2 separate regions of the Sus scrofa genome follow, and region 2 is linked to region 1. The links are chromatin contacts, called in public Hi-C maps. All regions are on one chromosome and are shown on one strand. The core of a region is the stretch at or near the end of the contact, and the rest is flanking DNA. Distances in the headings are between cores, read along the strand shown. Region 1 holds the start of ELK4 (ETS domain-containing protein Elk-4). Region 2 holds the start of SRGAP2 (SLIT-ROBO Rho GTPase-activating protein 2).

Region 1 (2,666 bases), core at 108-2,607:
TCTTTAACTGGCTTTAAAATAAAATCTTCCTATAAACAAATGTTTCTATTGGGTGCATCTTAAAAAGTCTACCTTAAAAATTCTTATTTCTGGAGTTCCCTGGTGGTTCAGTGGGTTAAGGATCTGGTGTTGTCACTGCTGCAGCTCCGGCCACTGCTGTGGCTCAGGTTTGATCCCTGGCCCAGGAACTTCTGTAAGCCAAAGGCGTGCTCCCCCCCCCCCCAAATCATATTATTTCCTTTTGGTTTCTAAAATGGAAGTTGTTGCAAGGAAAAAACTTGTAGCAGGGGCCAAAACTGCTAGTGCTTTTCAGATATTTCGTGTTCCTTTTAAAACACATCTTAATGAAAATAAGTTTACGATCCTTGGGTAAAATTATTTTAGAAGGGTTAACATCTTCAGAGGGCCGTTGCTTTTCCACGAATAACTGTGTATCACAATTACTCTGTATTATGGTGGAGGAGGTTGGAAATGAAAGGAAGTGATGACTCTTTTCCAAAAGCCTTCAAAGGGATGATAGGATCCCATTTCACTCAGTGAGGTCAACTAATTTCACCACGAATTCAATTGTGGGAATGAGGAGGAGGCAAAATAAATGACGTCACTATTTATTGGGTGTCCACTATGTGCCAGGTAAAATAAAATCACATTTTCTCAGCAATGCCGCACGTTATTTCCGTTTTACATAAGGGGACTGAGGTTCAGAGAGGTTAAGCAATTCACTGCAGGACACACAGCTAGTACATGACCAGGAAAAACAGAGTCTAAGACTTTGGTCTGTCCTTGATTTCCTGTTAAATGGGATATGTAATCCATTTCTTGGAGGTTTTGTTTAGCTGTCTCCACCTTCTGTTGATAAATTCTTCAAGGAGTTTCTCTTATCAAGTGTGACCTGGTTTCTTAAGAATTGTACTTAATGAGAACCTATGCGCTGGACACTCTGAGAAGTCACCTATGTACTTTATCTCTTTTAATCATTAAACCCTAAGAGATTGGGTTCTCTCCATTTTACATATGATGAAACCGTTTGGAGTTAAAGAAAGTTGCTTAAGATTGCCAAGTTAGTGAGAAGTGGAGCTACGACTGAATGTCTCTTGACTCCAACGCCAGAACGAGCTTTCCCAGCGAAAGTTCGGGTCGCGCGCCTCGGCAAATACTTAGCAACTGTTTAGAAGACCGGCGGACAGTGCAAAGCAGGGAACCCCAGGCGGCGCCCTCGCAATGCCTATCCCCGCACCCCGGCCCCCCAAACCCGGAAAGGGGGCGGGGGCGGCTGGCAGCGCCCCTCTGCAGCCCGCCCCTCCCTTCCCGCCCCCGGAAGTGACGCGCGGCGGCTCCGGCGTCCGGGAGGGGCCCAGACGCTACTCGGGGGGGTTTGAGAGTGGCGGCGGCCGCGGAGCTACAGGCAAGCCCGGCAGCGGCGAGAACGCCCCAAGCGCGCGCCCGGCGAGTAGCGGCCTCGACGACCCACGCCGCCGCCGCGTGCGGGGGCGGGGAGGGCGGGGCGCGAGACGCCGCGGCGGGTGCGGCGGCGGCTACAGGAGATGCGGGAGGCTGCGGACACCCGGCGGGCTCTGCTCGGCCGCCGCCGCCTTCTCCGGCTCTGCCGCGAGAGTCGCAGCGGCTGCTGCGCCGTCTTCGAGTTCCCAGCGTGAGGAGGAGGCGGCGGGCGGAGAAGAGCATCGTGTTCGAGGCGGAGACTCGGAGGGAGCCACGCGCGCGGCCTCGGTGAGCGGCCAGCCTCGCGCGCCTCATTTACCCCGAGCCCCCGTCTGGGTCTCGCGGCCGCTGCCTCCAACCGCAGAGAGCGCGGGCGGGGGCGAGGGGCTCGCGACACAACAGGAAGCGAGCGGGCGGGGGCGGGAGCGGGGTTGAGGCGCGCGCTCCCCTGGGGACCCGCCCCCAGCCCGCCCTGCCCGCTCCAGTGGCCCCAGCCCAGAGGCGCGCAGGTGGACGCGGCAGCGCCCCGTTCTCTTCGCCCCTTATTTGGTCCCGCGAGGTCCTCTGGTTAAAAAGGTGGCAGTGGGTTGCTTTTTTTGTTTTTTTGTTTTTTTTCCTTGGGGCGGGGGGAGGGCAACAGGGGAGCGATTCTGACTTTCTGTAGTGACAGGAAGTTGGAAAGTGAAAGTACGGTAATTCAGTGCTTACCCAGGCACGGTGAGGTTGCGGCTCTTCCCCGGGACTTTGATCTCCTCGGGGGCACACGGTCATCCGCGTCTCTTCCTCTCCCCAAGCTCGCTGTTCATCCGGTGTCAAGTTTCATTTCTTTAACTGCTTCTCTCCAGCAAACCTCCTCCCCCTTTACTTTCCGATTAATATACAGCTGCCGCAAGGCTGGTGGCTTCTTCATTCTTCGGAACTGTCTTTTAAGAGCTGAATATTAACTGGCCTTGGCGGGAAAGAAGGGGCAGTCTTGATTGAAGTAGTCGAAAGATAGAGTTGGCTTTTTCCCAGGCTATCACTGTTTGAAGTTCGGGGCATTTAAGTAAAGACCCTGGAGTTTTATTCCGAATCAGAACGGTTCGCGCATCTCTTTGGTTGGTGGATCAGGTCCTCCCTCCCCCTTTGCCATCTCCCACTTACCGCCCCACTGCGTGGAAAACTTGGTGCTGCACTATTTAAGAGTGTCGGTAGTGTTTTAGTTACAACGTATTGTGGTTCTATCT
Region 2 (2,666 bases), core at 83-2,582, 520 kb before region 1:
CAGGAAACTGGTTAGAGGCGAGGGTCGGAGTCGGGAAAACCGGGAAGGCGGGGGTGGGGGACGGGGGGACGGAAGGCAGCCGCCGCCTGTCCCAAGTCAGGGACAAGAGTGACTCTAAATGCCACCCCTAATTGGTCACCCAAGCCCAGAGATCTCAGATACCGCACCCAATCCCAGGCTGGGGGTTAGGGCAAGGCCAGTGAGGGCAGCAGTCCCGACTCCTCGCACCAGGAGGTGCCCTAGGAGATTCCGCTTCGACCCAGGCCCAGGAGGCGGGAGAGAAGAGGGCGGAGTGTAGTGCCGGGAGTCTCGCTACAAGACGCGCTGTAAGCGGCGACTCTCCCTCCTGGGCCGCCCGGTTCCCTTTCCGCGCCGGGAGTCTCCCACTTCCCCCGCCTGAAGAAAGGGCCGCACTGAGGGAGGAAGGGAGAGCAGAAGCGGCGTGGTGATTCAGGCCGGCAGGAAGAGAGGAGGGGGGTGAGAGGTGGGGTCCTAAGACTGCACGGGAGCCAGGGATAACTGGAGCTTCTGCACGCGCTTGATAGGCGGGGAGAGGGCAAAGGGAGGATAACCCTGGGGCTGGGGGGGAAGTTAGGAGACTATTGTGGGCCGCGATGCTACACGCAGCGCTAGGATGTTAACAACTTTGCGGTTCCAGATATGTCTGGGAACTGGAGCGCGTAAAGAGGAGCCATTCAGGTCCGGCTGGGGGCTCGGGCAGGGGAAGAGCCCCGGAAGCAGTGCGGAACACCCATCCTTCTAGGTCCAGGGCTGTAACTGGGCTGTCTGCCGGGGCTTGGAGACAGAGTAAGAGGGCAGCTGATGGCTGCAAGTGATGCCACCGACGGTTGCCAAAAGGTGGACCGAGGCTGCCCATGTGCAGGACTTGGGGAGGGGGCTGGGTGCGGACTGCGCGGCTGCATGTGAGCCAACGCAGAGTCCTAGGCAGTATGGTGATAGGCGGAGATGCAGTCCTGAGTAGTATTATGGGCTGCACTGGGAGACTGGGAGTAGGTCATGGGGGGAGGGGGTCTGAGATATTCCAAGCGACAATGTTAAAGCGTTGCCGAAAGCAGCATCCGCGCCCTCTCCTTCCCGCCCCTGCCCGGGTTTGTTCAGTCAGGGCTCCAGCTCCGCGGCCGGGAAGAAAAAGGGGAGAGGGAAGGAGCCTTTACCTGGCTCTGACGCGACGGGTCCCAGGCCCCCGGCTCCGCTTCCCACACAGAGTTCTCCTCCCCTCTTCCCCGCCACCCGCTTCTACGCAGATCGGTCCCCTAGTCCCCGGAGGAGCCTCCGCCAACTCCGCAGGACCCCGCCGGGAAGCAGAGCCCACCCCCTTGCCAATCACCACCCGTTTTCTATCGACCGATGGGGCTCTTAGCCAATAGAAATAGCTGATCCCGAGAGGCCTGGAATGAGGAGGAGGAGCTGGCGAAACTTGGGGGTGTGACTAGCACTACCGAGGCGTGGTCACAGAGTAAGCTCCTCCCAGGGTGGCCGAACCCCAAAGTAGAACTGATGGGCGGGATTAAAATGGAACCCACAGCCAAACACATACTCCTGAGAGAAGGCACGACCAATTGGACCGGGGTAGAGAGGAGGGGCGTTGCGGAGAGTTTTAGCCAATAGAGAGTAGAGACCGGCGGGAACCTTTAGAATGTCTTCCAGTAAAAAGCGCGAAGGGCGTGCCTTGCTTCTCTCACTGAGGCGGGAGTAGGTCTTGCCCCAACCTCCCAGGGCTGACCAATGGGATCGGGGGCGTGGCCAAGATCCGCCAACCAGAAAGCCGAGTGGATCAAGGCACCGTTACTGGGGCGTGGCGTACGGTTTCTTAGCCACTAAGATCTCGCCAGGGGCAGGCTCCCAAGCCTTCCAATGCGGGACGTGGGCAAACTCTAGTTCTCCCAATCGGTGCGCGACGCTGGCAATTCAAACTGACAGCCTGTTGGAAAGGCAGAGAGAGCGGAAGAGGGAGCAAAAAACGACCTGTTCGGTAGCAGAGACCTCAATCGGTGGCAGAGACCTCAACGCCGTCTGAGCCCCCAAAGCGACCTCTGTCCCGCCCCACCCATACCACCGCGCGCTCTGGAGCGGCCGTTCGGGAGAGACTTGAGGGGACTGCGGGGGGCACGAGGGAGAGCCGAGGGGAGAGAGACGCGAGAGGAACCGCGCGAGAGCCCGCACGCTAAGGGCTGGGGGCTGCGGGGAGAGAAGTGAAGCGGTGGGCCCGCGAACGAGCAGAACAGAGGAGGGTCGCGGGAGGCCTAAGAAGCACCCAGGATCCTTCCAGTGGGAAAGCTGAGGAGATTTCTGAATTCTGGGGAGAGGAGAAAGATTTCCAAAGAGGAGGCGTGGGTAGGAAAGCTTAGCCTGCGATCCCAGAGAGAGGAATTGGAGCTCTCCGTGGGAGGGGCTTAAGAGGGAAGGTTTAGATAAAACACGGGAGAAGCTGAGGGAATTGCCAAAGGGGCGGGAGTTAAAGGGTAAAGGATCCTTCTAGACTGGAGTAAGGGAATATTGCAGAAAAGTTCCCGAGGCAGCTTGCCTTTTGTCTCCTCTCCACTCCCTTGCCCGAAAGTTGAAGAGAAAGTCAAAGTTGCTATTTCTCCCGTCCCTGTTCAGTAAATATTACTTATACCCTCCCACGGGAAAATCGAAAAGGAACT

What was found. A called contact is a pair of places that touch in the nucleus more often than the background predicts.
Region 2: a Hi-C map of liver shows a contact between it and region 1, with 3 times the contacts expected there. The contact joins the promoter of SRGAP2 here to the promoter of ELK4 in region 1. A contact is called at or near these places in 2 of 47 Hi-C or Micro-C datasets (liver and skeletal muscle).

What each region holds. Positions count from the first base shown.
Region 1 is chr9:66,314,930-66,317,595 of Sscrofa11.1, reverse strand. ELK4 (ETS domain-containing protein Elk-4) reads left to right here and starts at 1,357. Exons shown (of 5, transcript XM_003357396.4): 1 at 1,357-1,728. LOC106504941 (a long non-coding RNA gene) reads right to left here and starts at 2,255. Exons shown (of 4, transcript XR_001298900.2): 1 at 2,149-2,255.
Region 2 is chr9:66,836,733-66,839,398 of Sscrofa11.1, reverse strand. It overlaps SRGAP2 (SLIT-ROBO Rho GTPase-activating protein 2), which reads right to left and starts at 1,332. Exons shown (of 23, transcript XR_002335789.1): 1 at 1,176-1,332. It overlaps FAM72A (protein FAM72A), which reads left to right. Exons shown (of 5, transcript XM_021063305.1): 1 at 1-326.